Regions from separate parts of the Mus musculus genome. Here region 2 is linked to region 1. The links are chromatin contacts, called in public HiChIP or PLAC-seq maps. All regions are on one chromosome and are shown on one strand. Each heading gives the region's core, a stretch centred on a gene start, on an enhancer-like site or on the middle of the called end of the contact. The rest is flanking DNA. Distances are from core to core; before and after follow the strand shown.

Region 1 (7,324 bases), core at 4,512-7,011:
ACACTTGTGATGCCAGCATTGAGAGGCAGAAACAAGCAGATACCTCGGACTCACCAGCCTAGTCCACGTAGCAAACCCCAGGCCAATGAGAGATGCTGTTTCAAAAAACCAAGGTGGACAGTTCCTGAGAAACAGCACTCGAGGTCACCCACTGCCCTCCACAAGCATGCTCCTCCACACTCAAGCACCTGAGCCCATATGCACACAGTTTATAATAGTCTTGTGCTCTGTAACTTTCTGAGTGACCTCAAAATCTTTTTAATTTTGGAAAACACCAATTTCTTATAAAACAGTTATGTAAGCAGCTTTAGTGTACCTGTTTCTTTAAGTAACTATGGATATTGGCAACTTTTAAAATTATTTTATTTTACTTTGTGTGCATGTGCGTGCGTGTATACATGCGTGTGTGCATGCATGTGTGTGTGTGTGTGCATGTGTGTGCGTGTTTTGAGACTGGGTTTCTCTGTGTAACCCTGGCTGTCCTAAAGCTTGCTCAGTAGATCAGGCCTCCAACTCAAGAGATCTGCCTGTCTCTGCCACCTGAGTGTTGGAATTAAAGGCATCCCAGCTTAAAATTATTTTCAAAAGGAAAACAGCAGTTTTAGTTTGGAAGTCCTGGCTAGGCCATAGGTCACTTATGGACTTTAACTGTCTACCCAGATATATTCATCTTTATATCTGAGGAACCAAACTTTATATCTGTTTGTGACTTTTTGCTAATTCTTTTTTTAAATCCAAAATTTTCATTATATTTATTTATTATGTGTGTTTGAGCACACATGTTAGTACACACCACGTGGAAGTCAGAGAATAACTTGTGAGAAATTGCTTTTTCCTTCTACCCTATGGCTCCCAGGGATCAAACTCAGGTTGTCAGGCTTGGTGGCAATCACCCTTTACCTGCTGAGCTAGCCCACCAGCCCTCTTTTCTTATATTTTATACACCTAATTTTGACACCTAACTTGACAACTAATTTGACATTTTGACATCTGCTGTGGTCTCAGAATTGTTTTAGCTTTAACATTAAAGAGAAATTTTTCCTGTGAGACCACAGTCTTCTGTTCTTTGCATAACCACTCTGGAAGCACTCTGTCTCTGTGTCTCTGTGTCTTTTTATTTTCTTCCTTATGAATTTTTCCTCTTTCACAAACTCTTAGGAGCTATGTCCTTTATTCTTTTTTGCTTGCTTTCATTTCTGAAGAGATCTGTTTATGCGTATTTGCTTGCAAGAGTTTACGTGCACTACGTGCATGCAAATGCTTTCGAATGTCAGAAGAGAACGTTAGATTCCCTGGAAATGAAGTTGCACGAAGCTGACCAAGGGGTACTGGAAACAGAACCCAGGTCCTCTGCAAGAGCAGCAATTTCTCTTAACCAGTAAGCCATCTCTCCAGCTCTCCTGTTTATCTTTTCGAGACAGTATTTTACTATGTAGCTTTGGCTGCCTTGGAACTCACTGTATGGTCAAGGCTTGCCTTAAACTCACAGAAGTTCTCCTGCTTCAGCCTCCCGAGTGTTGGGATTACAAATGAGAGTGACCAATCTCCATTCTTTTGTTTCCCTTCACAGTCCCAGTGTGATAAGTTTTGTTTTTCATCTAGGAAATGACTGGCCTTAATTTTCCCCAAGCTAGGCTTCCTTTCTGACTTTAAATCTGACTTCATTTGTGTGGCACACAAATAACAATTTGTCCCAAACTGAGTTAAGGTTTTCTCCTCTCCAAAATGTTTTTCTTCCATAATTTCCTGTTTTCAAAGTTACTAGCAGAATTGGGAGGGTCAAAATCTGGGCTAGTCTAACAACCTCAGCTCAGCCACTAGCCCTTGATGGGCCACTTACAAAGACAAATGACAGTGCAAAGTAGAGACAAGATATTTAATCAATATGGTGATACTGAGAAGAGAAACTCCTGAGAAGACCAATGACCAACCAATTTCCATCATTTGGGTCCTGACCAGAGGTTTGTGCTTACATAGAGTGCATCTAACCAGTCCTGGTCAAGTGTAGTCCCATCTATCCCTGACCCATTAGTGTCTAGGCCTAGCTTCTTCTGCAAGGTGGTCTGACAAGCTTTCAGAATTGTGTGAAAGCTCTTCCTGGGAGACAGGTTCCTCTTCTGGTTGGCATCAGGTCATCCAGCCTGAGATGACTGGTTCAGATGCCAGCACTCAGGTTGAGTGGCTCACAGTTGCCTAAACGGCAGTGCCAAGAGATCTGATACCATCACTTCTGTGGGCATTGGTACACACATGGCGTATACACCATAAATAAAAATAAAAAGTCAAAAGTCACTAAAATTAGCCAGTTTGGGACAGGACAGATAGCTAGCCCAGCAGTTAAGAGCACTTGCTATTCTTGCTAGGGACCTGGACTTGTCTCCCAGCAACTACATGTTTGCTTACAATCATCAATTCTAGTTCCAAGGAATCTGACAGTCTCTTTTGGTCTCTGAGGGTACCAGGCATGCACACAGTGCATATACATATATACAGGCAAAATTCCCCAATACAAGATTAATATAATATATAAATCTTGACAAAAAAAAGAGAAAGAAACCTGGACAGTTCAACCTCCTAAATGGATGTTTGTCTACAATTCTCTCTCCTCACTACTATTGCTGTAAATCATGTCTAATTCCTGTGTTACTTTAATAGCTTTGAAATCAGTCTTTTTTTTTTGGTGGTGGTGGGGGGAGCTCAGTATTTTTTTTTTTTTAACTTATCTACTCCCTAATTCTTGGGCTCAAGTGATCCTCCTGCCTCAGCCTCCTGAATACTCCCAGGTCAGGTTATGGACATGTCTATTCTATTTGCTCACTTTCAATTTGCCCTTCTCCCCTCCCCGCTTTGATCCATTATTTTTAATTTCTTGTTCTTTCTTTTGTTCATGTATGCATGTTTCCACATGTGGGGACACGTGTACGCTCCTGTGGAGGCCTGAAATTGATGTCAATCACTCACCTTTAACTCATTAAGGCAGTGACTCTCACGGAATCCAGAGCAGGTCTAGCTGGCTAGCTTATCCTGGGGAATCTGTCTTCCGAGGGCTGGACTTTCCGGTGGCCGCCACATCCACCTAACTTTTACCTGGGTTCTGGGGAGCAGAGCTCTGATCCTCAAGCCTGCTATCACTTCAGCCTTCAATGGTTTGTTTATTTATTTACAGCTCTTCAACCATAGTGATCTACTTAGAGAACAACGGTGATCATTCCTTCTCTTCATTTGCTCACACAGTTCCTACTGGGCACCTACAGCTTGTTGGAAAACATTCTAAGATGTGGGAATCCAATGAGGCGCTCAACACGCAGGCCAACGTCTTAGTCTCCAGAATGTTCTGTGTGATCTCTGCCATTGAACCCTTTCCCTCTTGTTTCCAGATCACCAGGTGAATCTCATTCAGATCTTTTCATTACATTCATCTACACACTGGTCCTTCTACAGTTTCCAAACATTAGCTTAAATTTCCCTTCTTTGGAAAGACTCTCTGAAAAAGGAATATCTGTCTATCTCCTTCTAGGAGATATACTTTGTAATTATAGAATAAAGATTTGTATGCTTCTTTGGGGGGGCTTTATACTCAAATTTCTACACTGAAAAAGAGAGGTGAAAATGCTAAGTTTTAGAGATACCGTATTTGCCCCTAATGTCTGCTCTTGGGGATGGGGTGGGGGAGGGGGGAGAGACAGGAAAGCTACAAAGCATGCCATCATGGTACCAGGATACTTTATGAATTTGCCTATCGTCCACGAGCAGGGGCCATGTTGTTCTTCTCTATCAGTTCAACTTTAGTATATGTCCCGCTGAATCAGCGAGCACTCTGTGTGCTTTTTAAATATGTTTCTCCCACTAGCCCTCTTCTAAGCTCTAGAGAGAGGGGACATATTTGCTCATCACTCCCAACTTCTGGCACAAGGTAGCACCTCACTTGGTTAGTTAAATGAATGATGGAAAGTTCCACTCTATGGAAAACCCAGCAAATTGCAATTAAGGGCATAAATTATTTTTCTCCTTAGGAAAACAAAATTGATAGTTGAAGCTGAACGTTTCTTATTTCTGGTATTATTGTTTTGGAGAGTCAAAAATCACACCTAGACTAATCCTGTACAAAGCAAGCACACACACACACACACACACACACACACACACACCCTAATCTTGTACAAAGCATAGACTGACACTTCAGTGTCACTTACTATTGGTGTTTTTATGTTCTGGGCAGCCATTCTTGTACTGGAGAGACGCAAATGAAGCTACTTTGAATGAGGACTCTAGTGGAGTTGCGTGAAGACTGATAAACCTTTAAAAGTGTACTGAAACCAGGATATCTTAATGCTTTTATTTTTTATTTTTTGAGACAGGGTTTCTGTGTGTAGTCTTGGCTGTCCTGTAACTCACTCTGTAGACCAGGCTGGCCTCAAACTCAGAAATCGACCTGCTTCTGCCTCCCAAGTGCTGGGATTAAAGGCATGCGTTACCACTGCCCGGAATCTTAATGCTTTCAAATACTTCTGCCCCAGTTCATGTATCCTCTTCAATACTTTGTCTTCCTACCCTGTTTTGTAGTCTTAGCATTTATTGTTTTTTTTTTTTAATGTATTATTTATGGTCAGTTTCTTCCCATAAGAAACTAAACTTCAAGCCAAGGATTTTTTGTTGTTTTTGAGACGGTCTTAGTAGGTAGACATGGCTGGCTTGGAACTGCTTTGTAAACCAGGCTGGCCCTGAACTTAAAGAGATTCACCTGCCTCTGTCTCCCTGAGTGCTTGAGATTCAAGGTGTGGACTACCACACCGGCAACGATTTGTTTTGTGTATGGCTTTATCTTCAGCCACACAAAGGTTCAGAGGCAGGAAAGACAACCACTAATGTATCTATCGGCTTAAAGTCTTTTTGTTGTTGTTGTTGTTTACTCATATTCATTTCGTTTATCTCTTCCATGTGGTATGATCTCATTCAATGGTGTCTATCAGCTTTTTATTGTTATCTGGTCAACTGCTTTTTATTTTATATTGTGTCTGTTCCAGTCGCTGCAAAAGCATTGGCAAAAACAAAAACAAAAAGCTTGGGAAAGTTACTTGAGGTTAGTAGCCTAACATGTTCTTGCTTTTCAGTAAAAGTTGGCCAAACTTAAAGGTAGGCTGAGGACTACTCCAGGGTGTGGAAGCTTAAAAAAATAAACAATTCGCATACAAGAGTGAGCATATTGAAACAGATCTGGAGCGTGAAAAGCACCAATGGTTTGGCAGCCTACAGGATGGAAAGATGCAATTGTTATTTCCGGTGCTTAGTGACCCACAAGCACTGCATCCATCTCGGGATAGGGTGGGAAAAGACTTCCGGTGCTCTGCTCTTTTAAAAAAGAGACCCGCTGAGTCACTCTAAGAATAGAGTGCAAAAAATACACCGCAAGTGGGTGAAGAAGATCAGCATCCACTATCGCGACTCACTTCTGTGTTTTCTCGCTGGGGAATATTTTCTCAGACACGGAGCGCTACGCGGTTTTCCTAAAAACAGCTACGGACGCACGTCACAATCGCAGCAAGACTTCTCCCATCATCCTCCGCCTCTTTTCCTTCGCCCCGCCCACGTCAGGTTTCGAAATGCTCTCTGGGTGCGCCAGGAACCCGGCCTATTTCTATTGGTCTCTCGCTTCCCCTACTCCCATTGGCTGTTTCTGCAAACGTGACGGCCGTTGTGCGTTGTGATTGGCTAGAGTCCATAGCGTCATCGGCTGTCAGGAGGGTGGGATGAAGAAAGTCGGTGTGAGCGAGGCCGGGTTGGAGGAGGGGTTCAGGCCTGTCCTCCCCAGCGGCTGGGGCAGCAACAACGCCGGCCGCCGCCGTCGCCCCTGGGACGCGGAGGAGGAGGAGTGGCTGGAGGTGTAGGAGGAGGAGGTGGGCCTGGGGAGCGGGATGTCCAGCGCTACGACTTGCTGGTGAATGCTGAGGAGAGTCGCGGTTGCTGCAGTCTGTGTCACCGGGAGGAAGTTGCGGTGTGAGGCCGGGCGGGAGCTCACGGCTCTGGGGCGAATCGAAGCACGGGGTCTGTGCGAAGAATCATCGAAACCCTTTCCTACGCTGACCATGCCTGGAAGAAACAAGGCGAAGTCCACCTGCAGTTGCCCGGACCTGCAGCCCAATGGACAGGACTTGGGCGAGAGCGGCCGGCTTGCTCGTCTAGGAGCGGATGAATCTGAGGAGGAGGGACGGTCTTTCAGTAATGTCGGGGACCCTGAGATCATCAAGTCTCCCAGCGATCCCAAGCAGTACCGGTGAGGGAGGAGGCTCGGACTGGGGAGAACAGGGTGCGGGCTTCGGTTGGTGCTGTAGTGACTTCTGGTCTCCATGTCTCCCGGAGAAGCAACAGGGTGTTACTACTTCCCATCCCAAATGTGTGTTTGGGTGAGGCGGCCAGGGCAATTTGGAGTAGACGAGGCTGGCCTTTAACTCAGAGATCTGCTTGCCTCTGCCTCTCAAATGCTGGGATTAAAGGTATCCGCCGCCACTGCCCGGCTATTTTTGACTTATATTAAAGCAAGAATTAAGGTTTCCATGAGGAAGACAGGATGGATGGTAAAGGGGAGGAGGGTTGGTAAGGAAAGCTTGACAGTTAGTGATTCTGAATTTTGGCGGAGAGGATATTTGAGATGTGTGTGTGTGTGTGTGTGTGTGTGTGTGTGTGTGTGTGTTATTTTTGTTCAGTCTCAATCCAAAGGTGTATGAGTAAAGAGAGGTAAAACAGAGTGAAAATTACGAAAAGGATGCTGTGGTTTTAATAAAAGAACTTTACATCACCCTTTTCGTAATTATCACTCCTGTTTACCTCTCTTAGCTAGCCTGAGATGGAGTGGCTTGTAACCATGGGTAGCTAGCCACAACTAGAATGGCTTAGCTAGATGACTTCTTCCAAAACGTATTAGAGATATCTTGGGCCTCAGTTGTATGAATGGTAGGCGTGTAAGATCCCATTTTATACAATGTTTCAATCATGTGTAATGAATGAATGAATGGTGACTCAATCCCCCACCTGAATAAACTTAAGAGTTACTTTGTTTCATAAAATATCTTGTATTTGAAATAGTTTCTATTATCTTACAGCTTAGTTTTCCTGGTTGAAGACGTTGAAACACACTCAGAATTAGACAGCTAAATAGTATTGGAGCTTGTATGAAACTACCCATCCGACTCAAAAGCCAGTGCAGTATGTGCTGGGTTAGAAGCCTGCAGCTCCAAACTTATTATAAGCCTGCAGTGTGTTAAAAGAAGGAAAGAATTCTAGAGATCATCTTTTCCACTTTCCCCCCACTTCTGTTTTACAAACAACT
Region 2 (7,103 bases), core at 1,740-4,239, 93 kb before region 1:
TTCTCTCATTCTCTATCCAAAAATCCTCAATTGACTTTAAACCCTCAGTCCAAGTATCATCTGTTCTGGGTCCCCAAGCCTGGGTTAAAGCCCTCTTAATTCCCCATGTCTGCCATCTGTACTGTAAGTGTTTAGAACACACCTGTCTCCTCCCCAGTCTGAAGTTCCCCAGGGCCGTGGGTCTCACGCCTGCATCTCTGGCACCGAGCAGGAAGCCTTGTCAAGAGTAAGGGTTCTGGGGACTAAGGAGGTGACTCAGTGGCTGAAGGACTTGCTGTGCAAGTGTGAGAGCCTCGGTTCAGATCCCTTCCTCCGTGTGACAAGCTAAGCGCAACAGCACGCTTAAGTGGAAATTTCTGGTTTCTTTAACATCTCAGTTGTGTCACGTGATGTTTTTCTGGAAGCTGTCTTGTGAAAGCACATGTGATGTTTTGTTGAAAACAGACACTTGAGAGGGTAAGTGATAGTTAGAAAGAATATAAATGGAACCCACAAACAGTGAGAGGACATTCATGCATTATTATGCCTTGCAACACTTCATTTCTTCGCTGGTCTTCGATAGTCTTCTCTGGTCTACGTTGGTCTTCTTTTCCTAGAGAGAAATGTGCCAAAGAACTTCTTCTCATGGTATTCTGGCTGATTCTGGCCACTTTGGTGGAGCCTTGCGGTTTCTGCTGGATCTTTCTGCCACTACTGATTCATGTTTGGTGTTTCCTATTAAACTGGACTGCTGGTATCCTGAGAATGGAGAGTGTAATCGAAGGAGCTACTTCTAAACAAGCTCACCCTTGTCTGTTCTGTGGGATATGTCCCCATCTGCAGGCAGGTTCCTGCCTGGGGTATGAGGAATGTTAATTAGCCTCTCCTTTCTGGAGGGGCAGGGCAAGTGTTCCATGACCGTCCCAAAGTTCCTGAGCTGACCTTTTCAACAGAGGCCAGATGAGGGCATCAGATCCTCTGAAACTGTAGTTTCATGTGGGTGCTAGGGAATTGAACCCAGGTGCTCTTAACCACTGAGCCATCTCCCCAGCCCCCAAACTGACAGTTTTCAAAAGGGTTCTAAGCTTCCAGATTCTTTTGCTAGCCTTGGGAGGGAAGAAATAGGAAAGAAAGGGAGAAGAACTTGCGAACAGAGAAAGAAACCCTGAGATGATTCTGAAGATACCTTCTGCTCAGGCTGCCGTGAGGTGCCGATTTTTTTCATAAGAAGAGAAAGATGGTCCTCTTTGGATAGAGCTCTCTCTCCCTCACCAGTGTGTTGCTGTATCAAGTGATTAAGCTCAAAGCCTGGCATGGAAATTAACCACCAGCAGAGGCTTAATTAGCCTTTGAATTTTCTTCTAGCCGAAGTATGTTCTGCAGCTTCTGCTCATCTCTCTGTGTACTTCTTAGCGCCTCCCTCCCGCCTCCCATCTCCTGCCTCCCGCCCCTGAGGAATCTGAGGCTTGCTGGCTCCAGAGGAAAGAGCAGCAGATTGAGGGCAAACTGTAAGTTGAATGAACATGACTCATGTTTATACAGAGCTCGTCAGCTGCCGGAGCACTGTCACAACACCCCTTTTACCCTCCCATCAGTGCCCAGAGAAGAATATTATTGACAGCACTATTTTGCAGTTAAGTCTAGCTCTCAGGGAGCCAAATAACTGGCTCAAGGTCACATGCTAGGAAGTGGCAGAGCCAGGGGAGGGGGATTGGGGAGGTGTGTGTGTGTGGGTGAACTTAAATGCACTTGATCCTCAAATCCCTAGCCTTCCTGCTGCCCCCTCATGGCACCTTCATGGTGCTTACAGTGTTTCATTTAAACCCTGTAAGTAGGGACTGGGGAGGTGGCCCAGTGTGTGAACTACTTTGCTGCACACCTTGGTAATTCATAGAGCAGATACAGCAGAGAATTAGGAAGGCTGTCAGGTCAGACCCCCTGGTTCGGGTCTTTCTTTACCTGCTGTGTGACCTCAGGCAAGGTATTTAACCTCAGCCTCATCTGTACAACGAGTATGAAAAAGGAACCTCTCAGGAAGTTATAGGAATTAGTACTTGCCTGCCCTACCCTTTTGTAACTCCCTGCCCTCAGCCGTGACTGCTGCCTGTGGTTATTGGAGAGAAATGGAATCCTAGAGGAAGAAGTGGGCAAGCTGAATTCTGAATGACAAGCAGGAGTTGGTTTAGGAGGGCTGGGGCTATAGCTGCTCCAGGCAAAGGAAACAGGAACTTTTCAGAATAGGCTGTTGAGGCTGGACTTGGTTGCCCGAACCTTTAATGCTAGTCAGTACTCAGCAGACAGATGCAGGAAGATCTTGTGAGTTCTGGTCTACAGAACAGCCTGGTCTACAGAGTGAGTTCCAGGTCAACTAGGGCTGTTACACAGATAAACTGTCTCAAAAAAAAGCAACAACAATAACAACAACAAAACAGGCTGTTGGGGACTTAAGGTGGCAAAAAAGTAGGAAAAAGAAATTGGAGAGGAGTGCCATGATCCTTGGGCCCCAAAGTTAGAAAGCCAGGTATAACTTAAGTAGCTTGGGACCAGGGAAGGCAGTATAACACGGGTCAAACCCTGAGTCCCTTGCATTTGTCAACTTGTAACGTTGGTGAGTACTCTTGAGTTCCCTTTAGACTGCTCAACTCAAAGTCTCTTTATGAGGGTTGTTGCAGCATTAATACCCGGAAATTACCTGCCATAGATCCTGATGCTATGGACTCAATGCATGTTGGCAATTATTATTTGATTGTAACAATCACTATGCCCTGACTAGGGATACATTATAATGTATATTACAATGTAATTCCTTGGAGCCAGAAGCAGCTCTAATATTTACCATTCAGTCTAATATGCCTATTTTAAAGATAGAGAATCCGAAGTCCAGGGAAGACAGTGTTGATTTCAATGCATATGAACAGTGGGATTAGGTCATACCCAGGCTCCTGGACCCAGCCTGCACTGTGGATTCCTAGCTCTTCTCAGGCTGCCTCTGACAGGTTGTTCTGCCCTCTTTAGATGGTTGTCTCCCTCCCCCTGTAGATAAGTTTCAAGGCTTTTGCTTCCTGGAGCTGAGTGTTGATCCTATTTTTAGACTTCTCTGGCACCTGTATGCAAATTATCCTCAAGGGATTTGTCTACTATGGTGACTCTGGCCAACTCCCCAAAGAAAGCAGCAATGAGACCAGAGGGAAGGCACAGCTAAGAGTAGGCTGGAAATCTTAGACTTGATTTTTCTTTCTAGTTAGGTCTCAAAGGTCCTGGGGAGCTCATTTGCATCTCTCATCTGCTGTGTATACACAACTCCTTGTGGAAATGAGTTCTGTAGGGTTCCTAGGTCAGACCTCAAGCTGTGGGGTTGGCTTTGGAATATCATTGCAGAGGCTGTCAGTCATGGCGCTGGGGTGGGGGTTGGGGGCCGGTGATCATTGCTTTCAAGAAGATGGGAGTAAGGTGAAAGATTTGAGGCAGAGGACGACAGGGACTGGTGGGATGACAAGGGATGGGGGAAGGGCTCAAATGCTTCCCCCACAAGACGGTGTCCCCCTGGTCCTTGATCTAAGCAGCAGCATTTCAGTTACAACCTCATTAGCTAGCACATGGTTACCAAATGTCCTCTAGGTGACAGCCCCGTGTTGGGCATCACCAAATGCCTCCTGTGTCCTGATCTTCTCGGGACAACTTCCTAGTGCCTTGGCCTGGTGTTTAGAGCTCAGAGCTCCAGTTTCAGCATCACCTGCCCCTCCTTCCCCATCTTTAAATCATATGCTTCAGAGAACATAAGACACTAGCAGTTGTAAGATATATCCCCATATCACAGTGCTTAAATGTGGGAAAATGAGCATCTAAAAATCCATGAAATTGTGTTTTATAACCCCATAAACATGGAACTGCTTGTAACAACCCCAGACGCTGTGCTATTTCAAGCCTACCTATTCTTATTTCCTTTTTTAGCTGTTTATGGTAGAAAAATTCAAGCATATACTCAGGTAGGGAGAATAAATAGTACATGTACCCACCCACCATCCAGCCATGACAATTAGTAGCTCACGGCTGTCCCTCCACATTTTTCTCCAGGTTCTTTCTCTCAGGATGCCCACAAATAACAGTAGCAACTGCCAGTACTTGCTAGGGATTTTTTTTTTTGTACTTGTAAAAGTAGTATATGCTCATTAAAAATATTTTGAGGGCTGGAGAGAGGGGTCAATGTATTTGTCATGCAAATGTGAAGACCCAAGTTCAAATCCTCAGAGCTCATGTGAAAACCAGACATGTCCTTTACACGCATGTAAAACAGTATGACTGTTTGTAATTCCCGTGCTCTTACTGGAAGATAGGGGCTAAAGACAGGAGAATCTCTGGAAACTCAAGGGCCAGCTAGCCTGGAGTACACCGTGGAAAAACAGCAAAGGGATCCTTTGCCAAGCAAGGTGGAAGCTAAGGACTCACATCCAAGATTGCCTCCTGACCTCCAAGTACGTACTGTGGCACGCCTATGCCCACAGTCACACACAGACGTGCACACACGTGCACACATGCATATATGTATTATGTACATACAAAATATTTTTAAATTATGGCTAACCATAAAAAATTATTGATACTTATTGCATATTTATTTATTTATTTATTTATTTATTTAATGAGGAAGAGATGCACCTGTGCCATGGCACACATGTGGAGGACAGAAGACAACCTGCAGACGTTGATTCTCTCCCTCTGCCATGTGGGTTCCTGGGACTGAAGTCAGGGTGTTAGACTTGGTGGCAAGCTCCCTTTCCTGCTAAGCCATCTCCTGGCCTTTTAGTAGTATTTTGATTTGACTTCTGTATCCTTCCTATGGATTTTTAACATAGTTGAGGTCATATGTACTTTTCTTTGATTTGATATTATAACATAAACATAGCTAATATTAATAGAAAGTCCTAATGAATATTCATTTAATAATTCATTATGTTTTATGGGAAGGATGTACCATAGTCATTCGTTAACTCACCATTCAACACTATTTGTCACTCTTCCCCCATGCACAACACTCTGAACAAGTCAAGGAATGGAACCCACCCTCTGGCCCTGGAATCTTAGTGTCTGCTCATCTTTGATCATTTTAACTACTTTCCAACTAGAAGCTGTTGTGAGTCCTGTTCCATCCTGATCGCGCATGCTTCATGCAAAACCTTTTCTACGTTTACTTCCTCCAGTCAGGCTCTCAGTAAGGACACGCCTATTTTACTTTTCCTTTGGGGACAGCTAATATTATCTTATTTTTAGTTTAGTGTATACGATAGAGTAAAACAGCCAAGCATCCTCATCTCAAACTGCACTTCTCTGATTGCTTATTGAACACGAGCCATCTCTTGATTAACCATTTCCTTTCTGCAGTCGTCTGTGTGACAGGGATTGCTATTTTTATCACCCGTAATTTCTCAGCACCAGACCTGACTTTCTTCATTTCCTTGTACTTGCTATGACCTCAGGAGATGTTAAGTGCAATCTTGTTCCCGGTTTAACTTTTCCCTCCTGGGCCCCCTTTACTCCCAGAGTCTTCCTGTCTTGAAGGGGAGTTGGGTGACTCATGCAGAGGATGCAGCAGGTGGCACATCAAGTGGATTCCTCAGAGAGACTTCTCAGAATGCCGGGAATGATGCTGGTGTCAATTTAGAGGCAAAGGAGTAGAGAGGAAATGCAAGCCTTGAAGCTAAATTTGTCCATGCAAAACTCTGGGAGTTGCATATTGGGTGATGGTTTATTCAACGCGCATCTCTAGAATCCGTGCTTTGTGCCCAGATATCTGTGAGGGCTCATCAGGACTTCTTTGATGAAGAAGCTACAAATGAAGCAGATGATTATGAGGAGTCAATCAACCATGTACCTGTCAGAAGGGCTCAGACTCAGTGGGGATACGCAGCTGACAGTCGGAAATTTCCATCTGTAACTGGAAAGTGAGGGACTGGGAAAGAATAAGGGGCCAGGATAGGACACAGAGCCGGCACAGGGGAGATAGAAGGGAAGGACCCTCAACTTATCTGTCTATCACAGAAACCAAGCAGAGGGGGTTTGGTAAGAATGAGGGTGGATTTTGAAACTAGCTCCTGAAGGGCTTCCCAGAATGGATAGATACCCTCGAACCTGAACTTCAAAGCCTACACAGGATCTTACTTGTTCACAGAGACCAGGGAAGTGCTTTGTAATGCTCAGTCCTGGATTCCAGCGAGCCCTTTCCTTCCCTCTGCCCTCAAGAATGTAGCCATTACTACCTGCATGTCCTTAGAATTCAACGCCCTTGCCTGTAATTCAGTAGTGACAAGGGACTGTGGTGCTCAAAAGAACACTGACTTTGGAGTCTATTCTCGATTGCAGTGATAAACACCATGACCAAATGCAACTTGAGGGGAAAGAACTTATTTGTCTTACAGGCTCAGTCCATCACTGAGGGAAACCAAGGCAGGAAGTGAAGCAGGGGAGGAACCTGGAGGCAGGAACTGAAGCAGAGATCATGGAAGAGTGCTGCTCACTGGCCTGCTCCCCGTGGCTTGTTTTGCTTGCTTTCCTATATAACCCAGAACCACCTGTCCAGGGGTAGAGCTGACCACAGTGAGCTGGGTGCTCACACATCAGTTATCAATTGAGAAAAGTCCCCCACAGGTTTACACACAGGCCAATCTGATGGAGGCAATTCTTCAACTGAGGTTTCCTCTTCCAAGGTAAATCCAGTTTGAGTCAAGTTGACAAAAACCAACCAGCACAGAGTCAGGACATTTGAATATGAGTACCAGACAAAACAGAAAGTACTTCCATGGGGCTGAAACACTGGGTCAAGATTGAAGAGCCTTGGCTGCTCTTCCAGAGGACCTGGCTTCGGTTAACTACCCACATGGTAGCTAACAACCATCTCTAAGTTCAGTCCCAAGGAATCTGATGGCATCCTCCTGTCTATGAGGGCACGGAAGGCACATGGTGCACAGATAGACCTTCCAACACTTAAACACATAAAATAAAAATAAAACCTCAAAAAATTACTTAGTAGCTATGAGGTCCTGAGAAAGTTATCAAATGTCTGTCTCAGTTTATCTGCATAATAAAGAGCCTGACGGTTGGATAGGTATGGCTCCCATAGCCTCATGTGT

What was found. HiChIP or PLAC-seq counts read pairs in DNA pulled down with a chosen protein or histone mark.
Region 2: an H3K4me3 HiChIP or PLAC-seq map of the 230-238 cell line shows a contact between it and region 1, with 32 read pairs. The contact joins the enhancer-like site here to the promoter of Nrd1 in region 1. A contact is called at or near these places in 1 of 39 promoter capture datasets (the SN4741 cell line), 1 of 484 Hi-C or Micro-C datasets (embryonic fibroblasts), 8 of 115 datasets of contacts at active chromatin or transcription factors (the 230-238 cell line, craniofacial prominence, embryonic stem cells and 1 more) and 2 of 9 other capture datasets (adipose tissue and pancreatic islet).

Annotation. Positions count from the first base shown.
Region 1 is chr4:108,994,894-109,002,217 of GRCm38.p6, forward strand. Nrd1 (nardilysin, N-arginine dibasic convertase, NRD convertase 1) reads left to right here and starts at 5,762. Exons shown (of 31, transcript NM_146150.3): 1 at 5,762-6,271. The coding sequence starts at 5,940.
Region 2 is chr4:108,904,607-108,911,709 of GRCm38.p6, forward strand. All of the region lies in intron 2 of Rab3b (RAB3B, member RAS oncogene family), which reads left to right. Among named protein-coding and RNA genes, the nearest start is that of Rab3b, 29 kb to the left of the region's middle. Within about 2 kb of position 2,990, at least 85 of the 459 cell types and tissues checked have an H3K27ac peak or open chromatin away from gene starts, as enhancers often do. A contact at or near this core is called in the 230-238 cell line, the SN4741 cell line and pancreatic islet, where this site is marked.